Linked DNA regions of Mus musculus: all the other regions are linked to region 2. A link is a contact called in public ChIA-PET, HiChIP or PLAC-seq and capture Hi-C data. All regions are on one chromosome and are shown on one strand. The core of a region is the stretch at or near the end of the contact, and the rest is flanking DNA. Distances in the headings are between cores, read along the strand shown.

Evidence for each region. ChIA-PET counts read pairs in DNA pulled down with a chosen protein or histone mark. HiChIP or PLAC-seq counts read pairs in DNA pulled down with a chosen protein or histone mark. Capture Hi-C pulls out chosen DNA fragments and counts their contacts.
Region 1: an RNA polymerase II ChIA-PET map of memory CD8 T cells shows a contact between it and region 2, with 141 read pairs. The contact joins the promoter of Tssk6 here to the promoter of Jund in region 2. A contact is called at or near these places in 3 of 115 datasets of contacts at active chromatin or transcription factors (astrocytes, memory CD8 T cells and thymic regulatory T cells).
Region 3: a contact with region 2 is called in a capture Hi-C map of embryonic stem cells, with 2.8 times the contacts expected there. The contact joins the promoter of Nr2f6 here to the promoter of Jund in region 2. A contact is called at or near these places in 8 of 39 promoter capture datasets (the 3T3-L1 cell line, cranial neural crest, embryonic stem cells and 5 more), 3 of 484 Hi-C or Micro-C datasets (embryonic stem cells and stem cell-derived neural progenitor cells), 13 of 115 datasets of contacts at active chromatin or transcription factors (VIP interneurons, bone marrow-derived macrophages, embryonic limb bud and 5 more) and 1 of 9 other capture datasets (embryonic stem cells).
Region 4: an H3K27ac HiChIP or PLAC-seq map of thymic regulatory T cells shows a contact between it and region 2, with 3 times the contacts expected there. The contact joins the enhancer-like site here to the promoter of Jund in region 2. A contact is called at or near these places in 1 of 484 Hi-C or Micro-C datasets (CD4 T cells) and 5 of 115 datasets of contacts at active chromatin or transcription factors (bone marrow-derived dendritic cells, double positive thymocytes, effector CD8 T cells and 2 more).

The regions. Positions count from the first base shown.
Region 1 is chr8:69,900,841-69,903,540 of GRCm38.p6, reverse strand. Tssk6 (testis-specific serine kinase 6) reads right to left here and starts at 1,357. Exons shown (of 1, transcript NM_032004.2): 1 at 23-1,357. The coding sequence starts at 1,233. The coding sequence ends at 412. Ndufa13 (NADH:ubiquinone oxidoreductase subunit A13) reads left to right here and starts at 1,521. Exons shown (of 5, transcript NM_001382215.1): 1 at 1,521-1,604; 2 at 1,809-1,999. The coding sequence starts at 1,906.
Region 2 is chr8:70,696,468-70,699,167 of GRCm38.p6, reverse strand. Jund (jun D proto-oncogene) reads right to left here and starts at 1,429. Exons shown (of 1, transcript NM_010592.5): 1 at 1-1,429. The coding sequence starts at 110.
Region 3 is chr8:71,380,674-71,383,426 of GRCm38.p6, reverse strand. Nr2f6 (nuclear receptor subfamily 2, group F, member 6) reads left to right here and starts at 1,475. Exons shown (of 4, transcript NM_010150.2): 1 at 1,475-2,436. The coding sequence starts at 2,156.
Region 4 is chr8:70,000,175-70,002,915 of GRCm38.p6, reverse strand. No RefSeq gene overlaps it. Among named protein-coding and RNA genes, the nearest start is that of Gatad2a, 27 kb to the right of the region's middle. Within about 2 kb of position 1,490, at least 276 of the 459 cell types and tissues checked have an H3K27ac peak or open chromatin away from gene starts, as enhancers often do. A contact at or near this core is called in bone marrow-derived dendritic cells, double positive thymocytes, memory CD8 T cells and 1 more, where this site is marked.

The DNA.
Region 1 (2,700 bases), core at 108-2,607, 800 kb after region 2:
AAGGTTCCACCGCTAACCCCAGTTGCAAGGAAGAGCGAATTTATTGCAGGTTCCAACCTGGAACTTAGCGTGCACGGCTGGCCCACGGTTTCTCTGTAGCATGGCAACCCACCGTGCAACAGCTCATTCTGCGCAGGCGCAATGCTTCTCTCTCTTCTCTTTGCGCCCCTCCCGGGGCCTTCTCGCCAGAAATCGAGGATGCGCATGCGCTCTCCAGCAATCAGTTTGTGCAGGAGGAATCAGAACCCAACAGCAGGCCTCAGAGGGCCGCCGCCGTGGGGGAAGGGGAAGGGACAGGACGCGTGCGCAGTGGCGCGCGGCGACTTCGCGGGTTTCCCGAAGCTCGCCCTTCGCGCGTGCGCCGCCCTGGCTCTGTGCCTGGTGCGGCGGGAACAGCGAGAACCCCGGCTCCTAGCCGGAGTCCCCGGCCCGCAGCCAGCCATTGCGCGCCACCTGGCCCGCCGAGGGCCGGGCAGACGGGCTGAACTGTAGCAGCTCGGCGATCAAGGATTTGCATCGTTCCGACAGTTCGAGGCCGTCAGGGTAGAGCACGCCGCGCTTCTGGCGCCGGGGTAGGCCAGCAATGTCCGAGTCGTCGAAGGGCATGCACCCGGTGACCATGACGTAGAGCACAACGCCCAGGCTCCACACGTCGTATTTCTTAGGGTCGTAGGGGATGCCCAGGAGCACCTCAGGTGACGCATACGCGGCCGAGCCGCAGTAGGTGGTGCTCAGGTCTGGGTAGCCGTGCGCCTGGCGGCCGAAACCGAAATCCGTGATCTTGACGCGGCGCTCGTCAGGGCTTAGCAGCACGTTTTCGCACTTGAGGTCGCGGTGCACCAGGTGGTGGTCGTGCAGGTAGCGCACGGCGCCCGCGATCTGCGAGAAGAGTTCGCGCGCCTGCGACCCCGGGATGCGCCCGTTGCGCTGCACTGCCTGCAGCAGGTCGGTGGCTGCTGCCTCCATCACGATGTACAGCTTCCCATTGCACACTTCGATGAACTCGAAAACGTGTACGATGTGCGGGTGCCGTACTCCCCGCAGGATGGACAGCTCTCGAGGCAGGAACTTGTTGACGAAGTCCGGAGGCGCTCGCCGGCGGTCCACCACCTTGATGGCCACCGTCCCTTTATACTTCTTGGAGGTGGCCACTTTCACCTTGGAGTAGCTGCCCTCACCTATCGTGCGGCCCAGCTTATAGCCAAGTTCGCTCAGGAGTTTGTCGCCCGACATGGTGGCGCCCGGGGCGCGCGGGGAGCAGGAGGCGGCTGCTGTCGGGGGGCGGCCGGACTCCAATCTCGGGCCTAACCCATGGTGCTTGGCACCTGCACCCCCGTGCCCCCATGTGCCCACTCCCAAGGCCCTACAGCCGCGATGACTTTTATTGCCCGGGTAACAATTTCTGCCTTGTGAAGTGACTGCGGGCGTCACTCGGCCTTGGGGCGGGGACCCTCCCTCCCCCGCCCCGCGGGCTCCCTAAACCCTTCTTAGGCTTTGTGACTCAATCGCCCTTAATGGTCAGTTCCTCGTGAGAAGTCACTGGCGAGGAGACTGCCCACTGATGTGGAACAGGACAAGTCCCTCCCTGAAGTGATGGTGCTCAGGTGGGTGGGAACCAGCCTGTTGCCTCGAGCCTGGCTACCATGGCTCACGAAAGAAAGTAGGTGAACTCCCAAGGTTTTTAGTGCAAGAAACACGCCCGAGAGAGCTCTAGATGCAGACCACAGTTACTCCCTGCCTAGGGCCAGAGGGAGGAGGGACTGACTTCCGGATCGCAGCAAGGCTAGCGTAACGCTTCCAAATTATAGGGAACCTCCTGGGTGACGGAACTTCCGCCACACTCAAAATGGTGGTCGCGCGTTGCCTCACTTCCGCTGGTGGCCGGAAGTTGCGGGTCCTGCAAGTATGGCGGCGTCGAAGGTGAAGCAGGACATGCCCCCGCCAGGGGGCTACGGCCCCATCGACTACAAGCGGAACCTGCCCCGCCGGGGACTGTCGGGTCAGTGTCTCAGTGTCGTCCTGTTCGTCGCAGACCAGGCTTTTGTTATGCGGTTAGACGAGAGAGGGCAGCCTGCGGGCTTCAGAGTGCACAGTGTGAGCGGAGGCTGAGTTGGAATCTTGGTTTTCTAGTGCAGCATCCCGGAAGCCAGAATGTTCATGTCCCCTAGTTTCCAGCTGGCTTCCACGGGCCTGGAAACTAAGCCTGCGAGAAGCACTAACCTGGAGTTTGGAGGCTTTTGTTTTGTTTTAGGCTGGCCTCAAACTCCGTAGCAGAGACTGATCTAGAACTCCTGATCTCTTGCCTTCACTTCCGAAGGCTATGCTCATAGGTATGCACCGTTATACGTATTTTTTTTTTAATGTTTTTAAATTTTTTTTTTTTTTTTTTTTTTTTTTTTTTTTTGCAGATAGGGACTTACTATATAGCCCAGGCTGGCCTCAAACTCGTGGCGACCCTGCCTTTGCCAATGGATTGCTGGGATGACAGACAGGTCCACCCAAGGCAAGATGTGTGTTGATTGTAACATAGCATAGAAGGCTAGTCTTAAACTCTAGCCTCCCTAGTGCTGGTTCCTCTTCTGGCATTCTCTGCCCACCCCCAGCCCCCACCCCCACCGGCTTTCGTGGAGCCCAGGCCAGCCTGAAATTATGAACACCCCAACTCTATGCCTTCATAGTACCAGGATGACAGGCATGTGC
Region 2 (2,700 bases), core at 180-2,679:
CCCGGGGGCGCGAAGCCACCACCGCCGGGGGCCCCAGTAGCACCAGCGACGCTCGACGCACCCGCAGCCAGGCCGCTCAGCGCCTCCTCGCCATAGAAGGGCGTTTCCATCCCCACCTTCCCCCGCCGCGCTCGGCCCCGGGGCGGGGGGAGTGGCCGCGGCCTCCCCGGGGGGCCCCGTATGCCCCCCAGTCCGCTGCCCGTACAGACCGGCTCCGATGCCGGCCGCTCTGCCCCGCGCCGCCCGCGCGCACTCTTATAGCCTCGGCCCCCGCGATGAGCTCACCGCCCCCGCTCGCCATTGGCGCGAGGTGACGTCGTTGATTTGCATAAAGGGGCGGGAGCGGGACGCCCTCGCCTGGTGGCGGCCGCTGTTGCCAAGAGCGACGCTCGCTACATGGCACAACAACGCGCTGCATTGTGGGTTGACGTCATGGGGGTGGGGCTGAACGCGGTTTGGCCGGGTCACCACGCCCAGCTTGGATTGCCGGGCAGGCTCTGTCCCTACCCTGCTGTTTCTTGCCTCTCCTCCCTTTCTCTTCCTCCCCTCTTTACTTCCCTCTAGATCTTGCCTCTCTGTTTCTCAAACTGGACCTCATCTGTGCGTCTATCTCTCCCCTGTCTCTGGCACTTCTGTGGCGTGATGTGTGGAGCCTCATAAACCCAGGCCCTCTGTGAAGCCACGCCCCGCGTCACGCCCACCGAAGGCACGCCCCTCGGGGGCCGGGCGCCGGCCAGGGTTCCTCCGGCTGGGAGCTGGCAGGTGTGGGCAGGAAGGGGGAGGCAGAGGAGGGTCCCTTGGAGAGTCCCCACAACTACTTAGCTCCTTGTCAGTTTCACAGGGTGGAGTCGAACGCCCTAAAAGCTGACCTCCTGCCTTTTCCTTGGGGAAACTGAGGATGGGATGTGTGGAGTCCAACTGCAGCCAGGGTAGCCATCAGTTGTAGGTTTTTTTCTTGATCTCGGTGAAAAAAAATTTTTTTAATCTTTGTTTTGGGTCAAGACAGGATCTCATCCTCTAGACTCCGCTATTCATGAACTTAACTTCAGTCCCCCTGTTTCATATTCCCAAGTGTGGCAGTAACAGGCCTGAGTCTCTTAACCTCGGCCTACAGATCTCGGTTTTTATTTTACATGCTGGTGTGTTTGTCTGTGTGGTTGTGTATCTGTGTTTGTCTGTGTAGGTATCTGTGCTTTGTGTGTGTGTGTGTCCAGGAAGGTCAGAGGAGAGTTGGGAGTCTGTTCTCCCCGGTGTGGCACTCTGGCTGTCCGACTTGGGTGCAGTCACGTTTACTTTCTAAGCCTACCCTATGGCCCTGGATTGGGACGTTTTGAAACAGAATCTCACTCTGTACCCCAGAATGACCTCCCGAACCCCCCAAAATCTCACCTCAGGCTTCTGGATGACTAATATATGCCATTGTGCCTTGCTTCGGTTTCAGTTATTAGGACACCCTGTACCCTAGCTGACCAAGACTGAGGGTGATTTCACTGCCTCAACGTGAAAGACGTGCCCATCACCTCATCTTAGCATGAGATTTGAGTCTTGGGTTTGTTGAGTTTTACTTTGTGTTTTGAGCAAGGATCTCTCACCTTCCAGCTGGGGCTGGCTGGGAACTTACAGATGTGGACCTGCTAAGTGCTAGAGTTAAAGGGCACTATGCAAAAGCTGTAACCCAGGTTGACCTGGGGCTCCTGCTGATGGAAGTTCTGGGGTGAGCTTGTGGGGTTTTTTTTGTTTTGTTTTGTTTTTGCCTTTGTTTTGAGACAGAATTTTTCTGTAGCTCAGGCTAGACTTGAGAAGTGATCCTTCTGCCTTCTATGTGCTGTAAGGACAGGCATTTACCACACATTTGTCCTCCCAAGGACAGAACTAGGGTGCCAGGCCTCTGGACAGCCATGGCAGTACACGTTTTTACTCTTGACTCTTCTAGAGCCTGAGGTGGGTCCCAGAGTGGAGCCTGCAAATGAGAATCCGGACTGGTAATTACCCTCTTAATTAGTACAGTATGCCACCAGGCCTGATGCAGGCTTTTCTGCTTGCTGGGAACGGAGGTGGAAGAGGTGGGAGCAACAAGTCCCAGCACACTCAACACAACCCTTAGAAGACCAGAGAGGAGTCTCATCCCTTCTCTGTGACTCCTCTCCAATCTGTACCCCATTGGAGCTCCTTTGCACCTCAGGACCTTCGCCCAGGCCATTGAGGCCTCAGAGGGTTCTCCCCCCTCCCCCCAAACCCCCGCCCGAGCCTTGACCAGTTGTTGCCTCAGAGAGCCACACACCCAGGTTTTATCCCCTTTTGTAGGCAAGTGACCATCCAGAAAGATAGAGTGGACTCTCCCCTCACCACACACGTGGGGTTTGCGCTTCGCGAGCCATATCCCAGCCAGCACCCCCTCCCCCGCCCCCCGCCAAACGACTGAGCCAGCTAGTGCTGGCCCAACGCCAGCCAGCCCCCGGCGCCAGGCCTGCCTCTCCCCGGGGCCGTACGGAGCTTGGCGGAGCGCGCGAGGCTCCGCCCTGACCTTGGGACTTGGCCTTGGCGGGTGGGGGATGGGCGGGCGTGCGCTCTGGAGGCGGTGGTTTGAGCTGACTGGGGACAGGTTTACGTACCAAATTAAGTTTTACCTCTGTTGAGACTCACTTTCCCTATCAGGCAAGGAGAGCATTTTGTAGTGGCATGGAAAATGTAAAGAAATAG
Region 3 (2,753 bases), core at 226-2,725, 680 kb before region 2:
TACCCCTCTGAAACTATCTCTTCCCTTTGGGCCCCTCACTGAGACTAGTCTCCCAAAATCCTTGTTTATTTGAACTTCTGTGACTCAGCCCCCTCTTCCAGAGCCTTTCTTCCTCCTAAGCCCTCTCTCTGGCCCTCTGGCCCTTAACCCTTTCAACCCTCTCCTGAGATACTGGCACCAAGGACTCGAGAATAGTCCAATCTAGGACTGTTCTCATCCCAAACAACCAACTATGACTCCTAAACTGATTTATCTTCTGGGTCACCCAGGATTTGTCACCACTAAAGCAGGGTCGATTCTAATCAGATTCCTGGGAAGTCCTTGCTCCAGTCTGATTCTAGTTCTTCCTGATTTCTGTATTTGTATTTTCACAAGGTATCCAGGTGGATTCTTCTAGGTACCCAACAGCACAGGGCTGGGTGTACATGGCTAGCGGAAACCTGAACCTCAGTTCCTTTAAGTCCCCTTATGTGAGGGCTCATCTTGTGGGATGATTTTCACAAGGCACAGAAGGGAGGGCACCTTGTCCAGGTTGGCCGCGTTCTCTGGTGTGTCTATACTGGACCCAGGCCTGCATAGGAGGCAGAACAGGCCTGGCCGTCAGAACTCTGACTCAGGGGTGAAAGGTCACCCCAAGAGGGACTTTTCCCTCTGTTAAACGTTAACAGACCTAGAGTCAGGCCTCAATCCCATCTAGGCCTCAAATGTGAAGGGAGCTTAATAAATCCGTGCCCTGGGGGGTCCTGCATACAAAGGGTGCTTAATAAATGCTTGCTCCAGTAGAATTGGAGGGGGCAGGGGCGTGGCGGCAGCTGGGAGGCTCTAGGCGTGGGGGGCTGGACGGGAGGGGGGCTAGACATCTGTGGCCCAGCCGGTCACCAGGCCAAACCCTTTCTGTGAAGAAGAAGAAAAAAAAAAAAAGGAAAGGAAATGAAGAGAGACCCGGACAACAGCCCGGGACTGGCACGCCTTCCGGCCGGAGAGGCGACTGACGCCCAGCCTCTCCCACCCTTGAAGCCTGAAAGGAGAGAGGGGGACCCCTTGACCTAACAGCGCGGACGCCCACCCCCAGACTCCGGACACCAGGTGTTCACCGGAGCGGAGCGCGAGGCGGAGGCGGAGGCGGGGGCGGGCCGCGGAGACTTTGGGGAGGAGGGGGCCGCTCCAGCTGGCAGCCGCGCAGAGCAAAGCGGGGCGCGCGCCTGAGCGGCGGGGGCGTGCCCCCTGCAGATGTCCCCGGGGGGCGCGGCTGCCGGGAGCCGCGCGGAGCTCCCCGATGCCCCGACAGGACTCGCAGGGGTTAAGGCTGCGCGGCCGCGTGGGGGAGGGTCAGCTGCGCGCCCCGCCCCGCCCTCTCGCCGGCCCACGGCTCCGGGCGGCGCGCGGCTACCCCATGCCCTTATAAGGGCGGCCGTCGCCGGGGCAACGAGCGCCCGCCCCCGGCCGCGCCGCGCGCCCCCGCCCCGCCCCCGCCGGCGCCGATGGAACGCGGGTGTCAGGCCGGCCGCAGCGCGGGGCCGGCGGCGAGCGCCAGGGCGAGGCCGAGGCTCGGGCCCAGGCGCAGGCCGAGGCCGGCCGCGCGAGCGCTCGGCGGGGAGACGATCCAGGGAAGGCCGCGGGTCGCACTCTCCACTCAGCTCTATCGCCTGGACCTCTGCGATTACGGCCGGGCGCGCGCGGCGTGCGGGACTCCGGGTCTCCGACGCGCGCTCCCGCCGCCCCTCCCCCCTCGCCGCGTAACTTGCGGCCAAAGTTTCCCCCCGGGCTCGGGGGCGCCCGCGCGCGCTCGGATGGTGAGCCACTAAGTTGGCCTGGGCGGCGGGGCCGGGCCATGGCCCCCGCGACGCTACCGGGTCCCCAGGACTCCGGACCACGGGACCTGGGCGCCCCAGACTCGCGCCTCTAGCGCGCCCCCGTCGACCGCGGGCACGCGTGGGAAAGTTGGCCTGGAACCGGCCCGACCAGTTCCTGCCTGGCGCGCGGACCGGCCGCAGGAAGTTGCCGCAAAACTTTTTTCAGGGGGGTGTGCGACCGGAGCCCCCCGAGAGCGCGGGCTGCATGCGCCCGGGGTAGCCGGGTCCCTCTCGGGTCGCCAGGCGTGCCCAGAGGGGACGGACTCGTCCCGGGGCGTACCGGCCCCGCTGTCTCCGGGGCTATGGCCATGGTGACCGGTGGCTGGGGCGACCCCGGAGGCGACACGAACGGCGTGGACAAGGCTGGTGGGAGCTACCCACGCGCGACCGAGGACGATTCGGCGTCACCTCCCGGGGCGACCAGCGACGCGGAGCCGGGCGACGAGGAGCGTCCGGGGTTGCAGGTGGACTGCGTGGTGTGCGGGGACAAGTCCAGTGGAAAGCATTACGGCGTGTTCACCTGCGAGGGCTGCAAGAGTTTCTTCAAGCGCAGCATCCGCCGCAATCTCAGCTACACCTGCCGGTGAGCCCCACGCGCGGCCACCGAGCTGGCCCGGACCTGCTCGGTCACCTTGGGCCTGGCGCTGACCTTCCCCACACCCGCATTCCTGCCCCAGACCACGGGTTCGGCCCTAGTGGAGTTGGTGATACATGCGTGCAGGTGCTCCCCCTCTCCTCCCCCGCGCAGGTGGTCTTTGCTCTTGTCCTCCTGCTCTGGAGAGAGCTGGTTCTGCTAGACAGGGAGGGCTCGGGAGTGCTGTCAGGAGTGAGGACCCTCTTTCCAGCCCCCAGTGCCCCCTTTCTCGTGGGGGCCCGTCACGCGTGGTGCCTCGCGGGAAT
Region 4 (2,741 bases), core at 241-2,740, 700 kb after region 2:
TCTGTCTCAGAAAAAAAAAAAAAGGAAAAATAAATAAATAAATAAATTTTAAATATTTAAAAATTTAAATCTTTTAAAAAAACTCAGCCAGCAGCTTTGTGTGGTGGCACAGGCCTGTGATCCCATAGGAGGCTGAGACAGACAGGAATATCAGGCAGCTTGAGCTATATATTAAGGCCCTGTCTACAAAATGCTTGGCTGAAAGGGCTCCTGGGCTTAGTCTGGCTTTGCTTCTGTATATTCTAGAAACTCATCTCAATAAAGGCACAGTGTGGTCCACCATAGCTTGTAGATGTCTGCTTGATTTTCTCTAGGGAAGCACAGGGGTGCGAACGACGGCCTGTTGGTGCCATTGCACCTGATCTTTTTCCCTCTAAAAACAATGATTTGCTTCCCTGGGGAAACCAGGACCAAGCCCACAGACCCTCAAAAGGATGCTGCTTTCAGTAGGTCAGTGATTCTAGAGATACACAACACACAAGCTGGGTCAACTCTAATGAATGAAGATGCCTGCAGGGATGCAGGGTGTGGTATTTAGCTCTGTGCAAAGCAACTCAGCCATTTAGAGACTCTTTAGTGACTCTGTATAGCTTTAACCTAACTCCCTTTTCTCTTTCCTTCCTCCCTTCTTGCCTCTTTCTTTTCTTCCCTCCTTCTGTCACCCTCCCTTTCCTTGTAGCCTAGGCTTTCCTGGAATTCCATATGTAGCTAAAGATAACCCTTAAATTCCTAATCCTCCAGCCAGGCGTGGTTGTGCACGCCCTTAATCCCAGCACTCTGGAGGCAGAGGCAGGCAGATTTCTGAGTTCGAGGCCAGCCTGGTCTACAAAGTGAGTTCCAGCTTGGGCTATACAGAGAAACCCTGTCTCGGAAAAAAAAAAAAAAACAAAAATAAAAACTTAATCCTTACGTGACATGCTGCTGTGACAGTGGTGGGTCAGTACACACAGTTCTCCCTTCGTTTCCTCTTTTTTTTTTCCTTTAAAAATAAAGATATATTTAATTTTTATTAACGTGTCTATCTGTGCACATGTGCCTTGCAGGTGACCTTAGAGGACAGAAGGGGGCGTTGGATCCCTTGGAGCTGCACACAGAGGCGACTGTGAGCTGCCATAAGTGGGTATTTGGGTCACACTCAAGAGCAGCAAGTGCCACTAAGCCGTCTTTCCAGAGCCCACTTCCCTTTTCTCTTCCCCTCCCCTTCCTCTGCAAGCCAGGCTATCCTCAGACTCACAGTGATCCTCTTCTGAAGTGCTGCGATTATTACCGCACCTGTTTTTTGTGTTGTTTCTCAAAAGAGGGTCTGTAGCTCAGACTAGCCTTCAATTTACGATCCTTCCTTCAGCAGTCTCCTTTATGCCGGGACAGACCTGGGCCCTCGACCCTGGAGGCTATAACCTTTTTGCTATCTGTCTGTGGCATTACTCAGCGGTCACTCTCAGTGCTGGTGGAACGCTTCCTCTGTGCGAGGGGACTTCTCAGGAGAGCAGCCACAGGTCTCTGGCTGGCAGAGGCCCCGCCTTCCTAACGCCTGTGGGGCTGCCTGGGCCAGCTCCCACTTCCCTATATGGGCGTGAATGTCACTCAGCCTGTTCGTCAAGTTGATTCCCCAGACCCAGGAAGGGCCACGCCTTGGTGAAGAGATGCAATCAGCTTCCACCAGGGAAAGGAAACTCATCCTTCAGTCACATGGCTCTTGCTTCAGTTTTTATTATAAAACTAGGCTGCCCTTGGCTCTGAGGTTCAGGAATTTCACTAGAGTATCTACCTGGAGTCTCTCTTCAAAGAGAGTTCACTTCAGACAAAGAAAAGGGTTAGGATTATTATTTTTTCCTTAGCCCAGGCTGTTCTTGAACTATGAAGATGAGGATGACCTTAGATTTCTGAGTGTCTTGCCTCTATTTCCTAAATTCTGAGCTGACAGGTGTGCACCATCACACCTAGTTTATGTGGGGCCGGGAATGCACACTGTGCACACTGGGCAATCACTATCAACTGAATTGCATTCCCTGTCTAGGTCTCAAAAGTTTTGATTATTTATTTGGATTATTTTACCAGTACAGTAGTAGTTTAGTTGTGTGTGTGTGTGTGGGGGGGGCATATATTGAGCTGGACACTAGCTAATGCACTGCTTATCAATTTTTAAAAAAGATTTATTATTATATGTAAGTACACTGTAGCTGGCTTCAGATGCACCAGAAGAGGGTCAGAACTCATTACGGATGGTTGTGAGCTACCATGTGGTTGCTGGAATTTGAACTCAGGACTTTCAGAAGAGCAGTCAGTGCTCTTAATCACTGAACCATTTCTCTAGGTCCCAGCACCAATTTTTGATTGCTAATGTGAGCATGCTCTCCATGAGACCATAGTGCTTTCTCACCTTTGAGCATGTTGCTGGATTGGAGATTTAAAGTTTTTTATGTGTATAAATGTATGTAAGCACACCACATGCACCAGATCTCCTGGAACTGGAGTTATAGAGGGTTGTGAGTCACCATGTGAGCGCTGGGAATGAAATCTGGTTCTCTGCAAGAGCAATACGTGTTATAATTGTTTTTGGATTTGAGATGTAAATAATACAAGTGTCAGTTAAGATGTAATACTACAGTTGAGCAGTTGATGTAGACCAATAACAGTAGCTGAGTGTACCTGCCTTTCTTTCTTCCTTCCTTTCTTTCCTTCTTTCTTTCTTTCTTTCTTTCTTTCTTTCTTTCTTTCTTTCTTTCTTTCTTTCTTTCTTT